2 separate regions of the Sus scrofa genome follow, and region 2 is linked to region 1. A link is a contact called in public HiChIP or PLAC-seq data. All regions are on one chromosome and are shown on one strand. The core of a region is the stretch at or near the end of the contact, and the rest is flanking DNA. Distances in the headings are between cores, read along the strand shown. Region 1 overlaps TM2D3 (TM2 domain-containing protein 3). Region 2 has its middle 11 kb from the start of PCSK6.

Evidence for each region. HiChIP or PLAC-seq counts read pairs in DNA pulled down with a chosen protein or histone mark.
Region 2: an H3K27ac HiChIP or PLAC-seq map of skeletal muscle shows a contact between it and region 1. The contact joins two enhancer-like sites. A contact is called at or near these places in 1 of 5 promoter capture datasets (liver), 2 of 47 Hi-C or Micro-C datasets (fetal heart ventricle and liver) and 1 of 2 datasets of contacts at active chromatin or transcription factors (skeletal muscle).

What each region holds. Positions count from the first base shown.
Region 1 is chr1:145,365,227-145,370,713 of Sscrofa11.1, forward strand. It overlaps TM2D3 (TM2 domain-containing protein 3), which reads left to right. Exons shown (of 6, transcript XM_005652477.2): 4 at 2,432-2,606; 5 at 3,701-3,776. Among named protein-coding and RNA genes, the nearest start is that of TM2D3, 8.3 kb to the left of the region's middle. Within about 2 kb of position 2,560, at least 10 of the 83 cell types and tissues checked have an H3K27ac peak or open chromatin away from gene starts, as enhancers often do. A contact at or near this core is called in skeletal muscle, where this site is marked.
Region 2 is chr1:145,495,066-145,500,257 of Sscrofa11.1, forward strand. No RefSeq gene overlaps it. Among named protein-coding and RNA genes, the nearest start is that of PCSK6, 11 kb to the right of the region's middle. Within about 2 kb of position 2,691, at least 4 of the 83 cell types and tissues checked have an H3K27ac peak or open chromatin away from gene starts, as enhancers often do. A contact at or near this core is called in skeletal muscle, where this site is marked.

The DNA of each region.
Region 1 (5,487 bases), core at 1,310-3,809:
TCTATATCTAAGAATTTATCTTACAGATACTTCATATTGCATGTGGATGCAAATAAGCATGCATAAGGATATTCTTTCTTTTTACTAATTTTTTTTTGGGGGGGTTCTTTTTTGTCTTTTAGGGCTGCACCTACGGCATATGGAGGTTCCCAGGCTAGGGGTCCAATGGGAACTGTAGCCACTGGCCTACCCCAGAGCCATAGCAACATGGGATCCAAGCTGCGTCTGCTGTCTACACCATAGCTCACCTCAACGCTGGATCCTTAACCCACTGAGTGAGGCCACGGAGCGAACCCGAGCCTTCACAGATGCTAGTCCGGTTCGCTAGCTTGCTAACCACTGAGTCACAACAAGAACTCCTCTTTTATTTATTTATTTTTTATGTATTTTTTTTTTAGGGCCACACCTGTGGCATATAGAAGTTCTTAGGCTAGGGATCAAATCGCAGCTTCAGCTGCTGGCCTACACCACAGCCACAGCAATGCAGGATCCAAGCCGTGTCTGTGATCTATATCACAGCTCACAGCAGCGCTGGATCCTTAACCCCGAGAAAGGCCAGGGATTTAACCCACATCCTCATGGATACCAGTCGGGTTTGTTACCTCTGAGCCTCAATGGGAACTCTTCTTTTAAAATTTTTAATTTTTAAAAAAAATCAGAGATATTTATCTATCTATTTATTTACTTAGGGCTGTGCTCATGGCATGTGGAAGTTCCTGGGCCAGGGATTGAAACCATGCCACAGCAGTGACAATGTCAAATCCTTAACCTTCTGAGCCACAAGGGAACTCCTGCCCAAGAATATTCTTAGCTGCATTATTCATCCAGCAGGGTTGGAAATAGGCTAAAGATCCAAGAGAGAACAGTTTAATTTATGGTTCACTGTGTCATGGAATAAATACATTGCAGATACTGAAAAGAACTAGACTGTTCTAGAGATATTTACTCATACCTGCAGAATTAAGTGAGAAGTAATTATCAGTGGGAACATCAAATTTTTTTTTTTTAAAAAGGAACTATATCTGACATAGCCATGCTGATGCATACAATGGACTCCCTGGAAGTCTGGAGTGGGTAAGCCGAGCATGTTGCTAGGAGGGCGGTGTAAGGCTGGGCTGGCCAGCTTCTTCCTCACTCTCCCGTTGTCTCTGGGAGTTTGTATCACATACACTTCCTACCTAGTTTTAGCAGACAGTTGATAAATGTGTGTTATGAATGCATCACTGAAAATACACAGACATTAAAACAGTATTGCCTAGGAGTGCCCTGGTAGCCCAGTGGTTAAGTATCTGGCATTGTCACTACAGTGTCTTGGGTCACTGCTGTGTGAGAGTTTGATTCCTGGCTCAGGAACTTCTGCATGCTGTGGGCATGGCAAATAAGAATAAAAATGAAAAAACAGTAATATCTAAATCAAGTGGTGGTACATTACCCAGTTTTAAATACTATACACAAAAGTAGATTTGCATTTATTAAAAAAATTAATAAATATACTTCCAGAGGTTATCGTGTTACCATTTAAATGTGATTTTTAAAAGTATGTGTTATAACATCAAATGGGTATAAAAGGATACAAAATGTTTTTAGTATAATTCCACATGTAAATCTGTACTACAGGAAGGCAAAGTGAAAGAAGTTTATAAGTGGTTCTCTCTGGAGAGGTTACAGTTTTTTCCTGTAATTTCCAAATGTGCAACATATAAGAACATGTGCTATTCTTATAAGCAGAAAACAGAATAATGACTTTTAAAATTGAAATGAAAAAATCCCTGGTCCCAAAAGCTTTAGGCTCACAATGAACACTTGCTGAGCCTCTTCATGTGGTTCTTTCTAAGTTGGGAGTAGTTTTCTGTGATTGCCAGGTGCTTTTGGGGTGTGACAGCAGTGACAGCCTGGGGCTGTGGACTGCAGTGGCACTCTTCAAGAAGAGTTGAGACTCAGTAGCCAGGCCAGGTGTTGTACCTGCAGGAACCTCAGGCTGGGCTGGGGAACCTGCGTTCTGCACAGGACTTGTAGCTCAGTGACCTTGAACTGAGGGACTCATCTGCCCTTACAGCTGACTCTGGTTTTATAAAGTACACTTTGCTTTTTTTCTGTTATAAAAATACACATGCATCGTTAAAAATTTGCCGCAGTGACAGTGATGAAATACTCTTATCATCCTGAAATGACCTTTGTTGTTTTGAGGTGGATTTATCTTAGCTATTTTTCCTTAGGTTAATGTTTTTGGGTGCATACTCATGATCATGGGATCAGACCATGTACATTTGTTTTGCATACTTACTGGTTTAGTACCTGTTTTTCTGGTGCTTCCTCCTCAGTCATAAATATAAGTATTTTAGACACTTTGTGCCGTATGACTATGGTTTTATTGACATATTAGCAAATTACTATATTATGATTGAATAGTTTTGTGTCCTCGGGTACATAGGATCAAGACTTCAAATCCCAAAAGAACTTCATCATCAACATGACTTGCAGATTCTGCTGGCAGCTTCCGGAAACAGACTACGAGTGTTCCAATTCCACCAGCTGCATGACGGTGTCCTGCCCGAGGCAGCGCTACATTGCCAACTGCACTGTGCGGGACCACATCCACTGCTTGGGTGAGTAGGCGTGAAGGAAGTTTGTGAGCAGAGTATTTTTGTCTAAGCTTACTTATGGAGCTGTAACCAGAGATTTGAGAATTAAATTTTAATTGTTTAATCAGAAACATAAGTCAGCACTTTTTAGGTATACAGAGCCTCATTAATAAATCAGTGAACTTAAAATCTAGAATGTTTGCGATTCTGTTAATCTTTTAAATGCAGTTTGAAAAAACAAGAAAAAAGTATAAGGTGTAAAGCATAACAATATAATATTATAATAATTGAGCTTCAGCCAAATTAACAACGAAAGCAGTCTGATGCCATTGAAATGACCAGTTTTTCTTGCCCCCAATTGCCCTGCTTCCTCTTCAGACATGACTACCCTTTTGAAATGTTCTTATTATTCCACTTCCTTTTCTTTAATTTTTTTATAGTTCTATCATGTATGATGAAATGTAGTATGGTATATTATTCTGTAGTGCGTGTTTTAGAATTGTGCAAAATAGCATGCTTTGTATGTTCTCCTGGGACCTTCTCTTTTCAACGCTATGGCTGTGAGAGTCTTCCATTTATCTTTTCTCATTGTAACTATCTTTTTACTTCTGTGTAATAATTGTTGTAAGGCTATGTCATAGTTTTCAGTGTATTTGTATTATCTACAGTTTTTTCTTGCAAATTGTGCTGCTCTTAAAGCTTTTGTCTGTGTCTCTTGGTTGCGCACATGAACGGGTTTGTCTGGCACACTGTCCAGTGTGTGCTACTTTCCAAGAAGATTATCCGTTTACGCTCCAGCCAGCAGTACAGAACTTCGCAATGGTCCACATCCTCTCCAGTGTCTGTTATCCCTAAATTTTGTTCTTTTCTTAAACATTTCTAGGAATGCTTTTATGTTTTGGATAGTAACCTTTTGGTGTCCCTAAAATCCTCTCCCAGATTTTAACTACTTCTCCCCTCCGCTTTCTTTTGGTATCTTTTAAACAAAATTTTAAATTTTGTGTCAGTTGAGGTATTTAGTCTTTCATAGCTTCTTTTTGTTGGTTACAACTTAGTCTCTATGTGAGAGCGTTTTTATATCCATGTTTCTATGTAGCTTGATTTCCCTTTTTTTAAAGGTAACCGTACTTTTCCGAAAATGCTTTACTGCAACTGGACTGGAGGTTATAAGTGGTCTACTGCTCTGGCTCTGAGGTAAGTGCTGTTTCTTATAAGTTGGAGATGCTAGAAATTTGAATTTTGTTGGGATTGCTGGACTCTTCCAGATGTTGAGCTCAGCCAAATGCCTCCTTCACTCCGACCCTGCCCTGAGTGTGAGACCTTAGGGACACAGTGTGGTGGGGGGTTACTTAGGTGATTTGACTAGTACCCTCGTGGAATTTAATGACAGGTTGCAGTTTTTCCCCCAAATGCCTGCACATTCTAGAGATGACTTGAGTAGTTATTATAGGTCTTTAGAACCAGTGTTTCTCATCCTGAATGTGCAGTGACTCAGTAAAATGCTATGTACTATTTATTTAAAACAGGCAGGTTTATGATACACATTTTTAATTTTCAGTAACTCTTTATTATAAGAAAGAATAAGAACATGCTCAATAGTGAAAACAAAGGGAAACATTGGAAGTCACCTATAAATCCAGCATCCAGACAGAATTATAGACTTACAGTTTTTACATAAAAATGTGCTTATGCTTGTTAAACTTTTAAACAGCTTGAAAAAAAAAATTGTACCAGTTTTTCCCACCAGCAGGAAGGGCAGGTTGAGTGCTGGTTAAATGAGTCCCCGATGAAGAAGTCATGCCATCTGTTGGAAGGATGGGGTGAGAGCCTGAGACCCTGTGGCTGAAGTGAGATAAGACTCTTCAGCCTTGTCATTGGTGACATTGGGCCGAATTATTCTTTGTTGTTGGGGCATCCTGTGCAGAGTAGGGTGTTTAGCAGCATCTCTGGACTCAATTTACTGGATGTTACTGGATGTTAGAAGAACCCTGCCTACCCCTGAGAAAGTTTTGATGGTCAAAAATGCCTCCTGATACTGCCAAGTTGCTCCTTGTTGGATTTGGGCTTGGGGAAAGAGGAGGATCCTGCCTAGCATGAAAGCGCACCTGGAAAGTGAAAGATGAGGTCCAAGATAGAAAATTGGATGCAATGAAAATGAGATTTGGTGACACCCATAGTCTTTGTCAGCAGTGGTTCAAATTAAAACTAATGATTATTGACTTCCTATTTTTCAATTAACTTTTTATCTTGGAATGATTTTAGATTTATAGAAAAGTTCCAAACAGAGAGTTCCTGTACACTTCTCACCCAGTTTCCCTCATGTTGTTAACATCTTAAATTGCCATGGCACATTTAACAGCTGACTTTTGAAAAGTAAGAATAGTTTTCTTCTCTGGGCTCAACATGGTTTCTTTCAGAATATTCACTGTGAATGTGATACTGTCTAGTGTTTGCCTTGCAGTACTCAGGACGGGGGAGGGGAAGATGTAGATGGGTTGGACACATGTTGCTAATTATTGGAGCTAGGTCATGGGTGCTATTCTCTTTTTACTTTTATATGTTTTGGAATTTTTCATAATAAAAACTTTAAAAAAATACAATGAAAAGTTGTCTGCGTATTGTTAGATCTTATAATTTGAAGTCACCTTAAAAGCTGTTTATTCCTAACACAACAGTTTTAAAGATGGGTGACTGATAAAGTTAACAACTTGATCTGGAGCAGCCAGAGGGTGTTAGCTGCCTCTCAGTGCCACCTCTGGCCTCTTCGTCCCTCCACTTTCTCTTAGACTGGCTCCTGCTTTGCTCTCTTGAATACGTCATTTTCAAGATTAAAACAGCAACAAGCCCGATTATTTTCTTCTAAAAGAGAAGCGTTAGATTTCAGTACAGCTAAAAAGTATTTGAC
Region 2 (5,192 bases), core at 1,441-3,940, 130 kb after region 1:
AGACCCTTGATAGACAGAGTGACTTGTCCCTCAGCAGTGAAAAATCAAAAGGTTGAAAGCATGACACTTTTAATGGCTGGAGTTGCCTTGATTCCTGGCCCATCAGAAAGTGTTCTGAATTTTAAGGTAAAATCTTTGCCCGGCAGTTTTTCTTAACACATTAGTCACAAGCTGCCCTCCACAATTCTAACTGAAGCATTTGATCCTCATCTAAGGTTGCCAGATTTAGCAAATAAAAATGCAGGATAGTCAGGTAAGTGGGAATTTCAGATAAATAACAAATCATTCTATTAGTGTAAATACATCCCAACTATTGTGTGGAATATATTTATCCTGAACATTTTTTTCACTGTTTAATTCAAATTTAATTCAGCACCTAGTCTTTATTTGCAGCTCTACCAGCTAGTCCCTAAGCCACTTTATGAAAACATTAACCCCAGACTTGTAGATAATGCCTGTCCTCAGAGGTGGCCACACTGCTGCTTCTGGAAGGGAACGAGGGGTTGATGCATCCTCTCTCATAGGGCCAGTTTTGCCACCACCCAGGGGACCCACTTTCTTGAGTTCCTCTGGCAGGGAGGTCTGGGGAGTGACACAGACAGAGAGTGGCAGCAGCTCCGGGGTGAGCAGCACCCCCAGCTGGTTCCCAGCTTTGAAGCTCTGGCCTCCCTCCAGGCCTCACTGGCCTGGCAGGTTCAGATGCAGCTTCTCCCTCTTTCTGGCTCCTCTAGGGGGTGACAGCGTGGCCTGCTAATCCCCAGGGAGCAGTTCTGGGGAGACTCTGAGTACCTAGGAGCACAGCCCTGGGGTGGGGATGCTGCAGATGATCACTGACACCCATGACCTCCTGGAGCCTGTCCCCTGTTTCTCTGACCCTGGGTAACCCAGCAGAGAGCTCTGCTTCCCGCCCTCAAGGCCTCCAGGTCTTGTTTATCCAAGGATTTTCCTCACTGTCTGGCAGCCCATCTCTATGGGCTCCTCTGGACACTACTGGGCTTCCTCTCTGACCTACATCTTGTGCCTTCACAACCACTCCCTCCGCCCCGACAAGAACTTTCTCTGGCTCCCGTAACCTCAAAGAGGTCAGAGGCCTTAGGCAAAGCCCTTCCTCGCTCTGAGCCTCAACTCTTACCTGTAAAACTGGAGAAATAATAAGCACTGTACAGACTGGCTTGAAAAACAAACGAGACACAGATGTATACGAAAACCTGGCAGAGGCCTTAGTAAGACATGAATATGTTTCCTTCCTTGTCCCCCCTCCTCCTTCCTTGCCAGGTTCCCTCCTTCTTATCAGGCCCATATCAGGAAAGGGGGCTGATGTCCTGGGCTGTGTGCTGCCTGCTCTTTGTGGGTCTGGAATGTGGAGTATCTCTCCTCATGCAGTGGCCCCAAGGGGACCAGCCAGCTCAGAGCACAGTCCTGCCAGCACAGCCACACCCACACTTCTATAGCATCTGTATTTACAAGCAGCAGTCTTCTTTTTTTTTTTTTTTTCTGGCCACACCCATAGCATGCAGAAATTCCCAGACCAGGGGTCGAACTCAAGCCACAGCAGTAACCTGAGCCACAGCAGTGGCAGCGCTGAGTCCTTAACTGCTAGGCCACTAGGGAACTCCTATAAGTAGTAATCAGATGTCACCCAGCCTCTGGCCTTATAATCATAGCTCTTAGGCGATGCTGCCTAAGTGCAGGGCACAAGTCCGAGCACTTTATCTACACTGACTCATTTGAGGTGAACACAAATATTATGCCCATTTTATTCTTGGTTGGAAAGACCCAGGCACAGAGAGCTTATGGATTTGTCTGAGGTCACACAGCCAGGGACAGCAGAGCTGAAATGAGAACCAAGGGGCTCAGTTGAAGAATCTCTGTTCTAACTACAGTGCTAGGCTGCCTCTCATATTCCTGCCCAGGCAATTCTTCTCCTCTTTTCAGACCCTGTCCTGCTATTCTGTGGGACAGAACCTGAGTGTGACACTTCCTGTGGTGCTTGGTTGTGTTCCTGCTTGTGCCCCAAGTCCTCTGTGAACTTCGGCCTGAGAGGGGAAGCATCTTGGCTATGAGAAGATTCCCAAGGGTGGGGTCTGAATGAACAATGGTGACTACCTGTGACCGGGATGGCTACACAATCTCCATGTTACTGGTTTCTTTCTTTTTTTTTTTTTTTTTTTCTTTGTCTTTTTAGGGCTGCATCTGTGGCATATGGAGGTTCCCAGGCTAGGGGTAGAATTGGAGCTATAGCTGCTGGCCCACACCACAGCCACAGCAACATCAGATCCCAGGCGTGTCTGCAACCTACACCACAGCTCACAGCAACGCCAGATCCTTAACTCACTGAGTGAGGCCAGGGACTGAACCCACAACTTCATGGTTCCTGGTCAGATTTGTTTCTGCTGCACCATGTTGCTGGTTTCAAATGAAAGATCAACTCACAAGATGGAAGCAGAAGGGGCTCAGAAGGAGAGAGATAAAGAGTCAGGGAACTGGCCCCAATCCAGATGAAGAGAGCTAGGCACAAAATCATATAAGCCACAGAAATATTGTTCAGTTACCAAATTTTTAACCTTTTGAAAGTGACAGTCTAGAATGGCAGTAGTGTTGCTGGAGTTTGAACCTCCTAGTGGACATGCCTGGATGTGGTGAGCAGCCCTGCAGAGGGCAGAGGAGTTCCCGGGTCTCGTGCCTGCAGGAGAAAGAGTGACAGGCTTCCGGCCACAGATCACACAGCTATATTCTCTGCTGACGGTGAGTCTGGGCGGAGGGAAAACTCAGCAGGAATGATCTTGGCTGGCTTGGGGATTTGCAAGAGTTTAGACTATAAATAGTGAAGAGTATATAAAAAGCCTCAAGTGGATTTTTGGAAGCTCTAAATCTACCACGTAGATCCAAGCCAGATAACAGAAACCATTTAGGTTTTCACAACATCTAAATGTAACCCGGCACAGTGCCCCACCGCCCCACGCTTCTGCTGTTACCCCAACCCCTGCCAGAGTCTGCCAAACCAGAGACACAGGTCTTGGAGATTTGCCACCTGCTGGCTGCTAGGCCCAGGCTGCTGGAGTGCCCTCCCCTACTCTCCAAGGAGGGACCATTTTAGGTCTCATCTGTGGCAAGGAAACTGAGGCTGAGGAAGTGAGGCGACTGGTCCAAAATGACACAGCTGGCACGTGCTGGTCCCAGAGCCCACACCACTACCCACTGCCCCACCCTGCCTCAGAGACTGGGCTGCAAGGGCCACAACCAGGGCAAATCCTGCAAGAAGCTATGCTTAAATCAGCAGCAAATCACCTCAGTGCATGCAAAGGAATGTGGCTGTCTTTGTGTATTCCTTCTCCGGGCTGTGGTCACTAGCCCTCTCTCACCTTTAGGGCCCTTGCTTCATGTAATGCACTGCCTCGTCACAAACCCCTTTGCACACCTGTGGCCCCAGCTTGGCAAGCCGGATGCCCACTCTTGTCACAGGGCTGTTTGGCATCAAGACCCAGTTCTTACTGCCCTTGGCCCTGGGTCTGCTGTTGCTCCTGGGTATCTATAGTCATGTCTTCTGGTCTTAACTCTTTTAGAAAAATCACTGTCACCTCATATTGAGAATAGATAACCTGGATGGAGTGACATTTAGGACAACAGCTGGCTCTCACATTTATAGGAAAAACCCAAGGTTCCAATGGGTTTTTTAAAAAATTTACTGGATTCTGAGTTCTTGTGGTGCAGCAGAAATGAATCCAACTAGTATCCATGAGGACGTGGGTTCAATCCCTGGCCTCGCTCAGTGGGTTAAGGATCCAGTATTGCTGTGAGCTGTGGTGTAGGTGGCAGAGGCAGTTTGGATCACGCGTTGCTGTGCCTGTGGCGAAGGCTGGAGGCTTCAGCTCTGATTCAACCCCTATCCAGGGAACCTCCATATGCCGCAGGTATGGCCCTAAAAAAAGCAAAAACAAACAAACAAATAAAAACCTACTGGATTCCTTTCACAGTCCCGCCTGCCCATGGAGACTAGCCAATGCTCCTCCAAGGTTCTGGAAGGCACTGTTGTAGGAAAGCCCCAGATGAAGGGTCCAGCTTGTTTACACAGGGGTAGAGCACCAGGCCTGGGGCTTCATTGTACCAGTGAGGAAAGGGGGGCCCAGAAAGTCCTGTGAGATGGAGAACAGCTTCTGAGACCCAGGCACTGCGAGAGATGTGGTAACCAGAACACATGGTAACAGCCCAATGAGCAGCTCTGCCTGGGGACCGAGAGGCTCAGGGGAGGTATTTTCAGTAAAGGAAGACTTCATGGAGCAGGTGCCCTGTGGTCGTGAGCCTTTGAGAAGGCATCTGAGTCTGGGGGCAGGGAGGGGAGGACAGCACACCCAGGGAAGCGGGGAAAGCCTGGGCCTGAAGGGCTAGTCCATCCGGGGAGGTGTTTCGCCCACGGTGGGGCAGGAAGAACAAGAAAGATGCGCCAGGTTGCTAAGGCCACGAGGGCTGTGCCCTGAGTTTGGTCTCCACCCTGTCAGCCACAAAGACTCACGGTCTAAACTGGCTCACAAGAACAAATGGGAACCATGCCTCAGGTCGGTGGGTTGAGGGACAGTGAGCTGGTACCAGGCAGATCATGTGGCCGGTATGTATGTGGTGAGGCCTCCACTGGGAGGGAGCCCTGGGGGTGGGGAGTGGGGTGCTGGGAGAAAGACACAAGCCAGGCAGACCCCATTTGGGAGCACCAAGGGAATGCCACATCCATGGATGTCACAGGGAACTTTTGAGGCCAGGGTCTGAGCAAGATGGAAGCGAAGAGGCTGGCGCTTAAGAGGCCAGATACAGTGAAGATGTAGAGCTAAAGGCGTGGGAACCAAGGCGTGGCCTTCTGAAGACAGAAAGGATGCAGATATAGGCTTGAGAGCCATGTGAGGCTCGGCTCATCGGATCGGGGGGGGGGGGGGGGGGGAGTTGTTTCTCTTCTGCTTTCCACTCATCTTGGGACAAGCCCAAATTCTTGCCAAGGCTGCTGAAGTTGTCCCAGCCTGGCCTCCTGTACCCTCTCATGCCATCCTCCTTTAACTCTCAATGCCCCTGCCTACCGCCCCCCATCATATCACTTTCCTCCCGCCTCAGGGCCTTTGCACATATGTATTGGTCTGATTGTCGGGAGCTCAGCCTGGAGCCAGGGAAAACCTGGGTGTGGAGGAGTTGGTGCTAATCTTGAGGTGTCT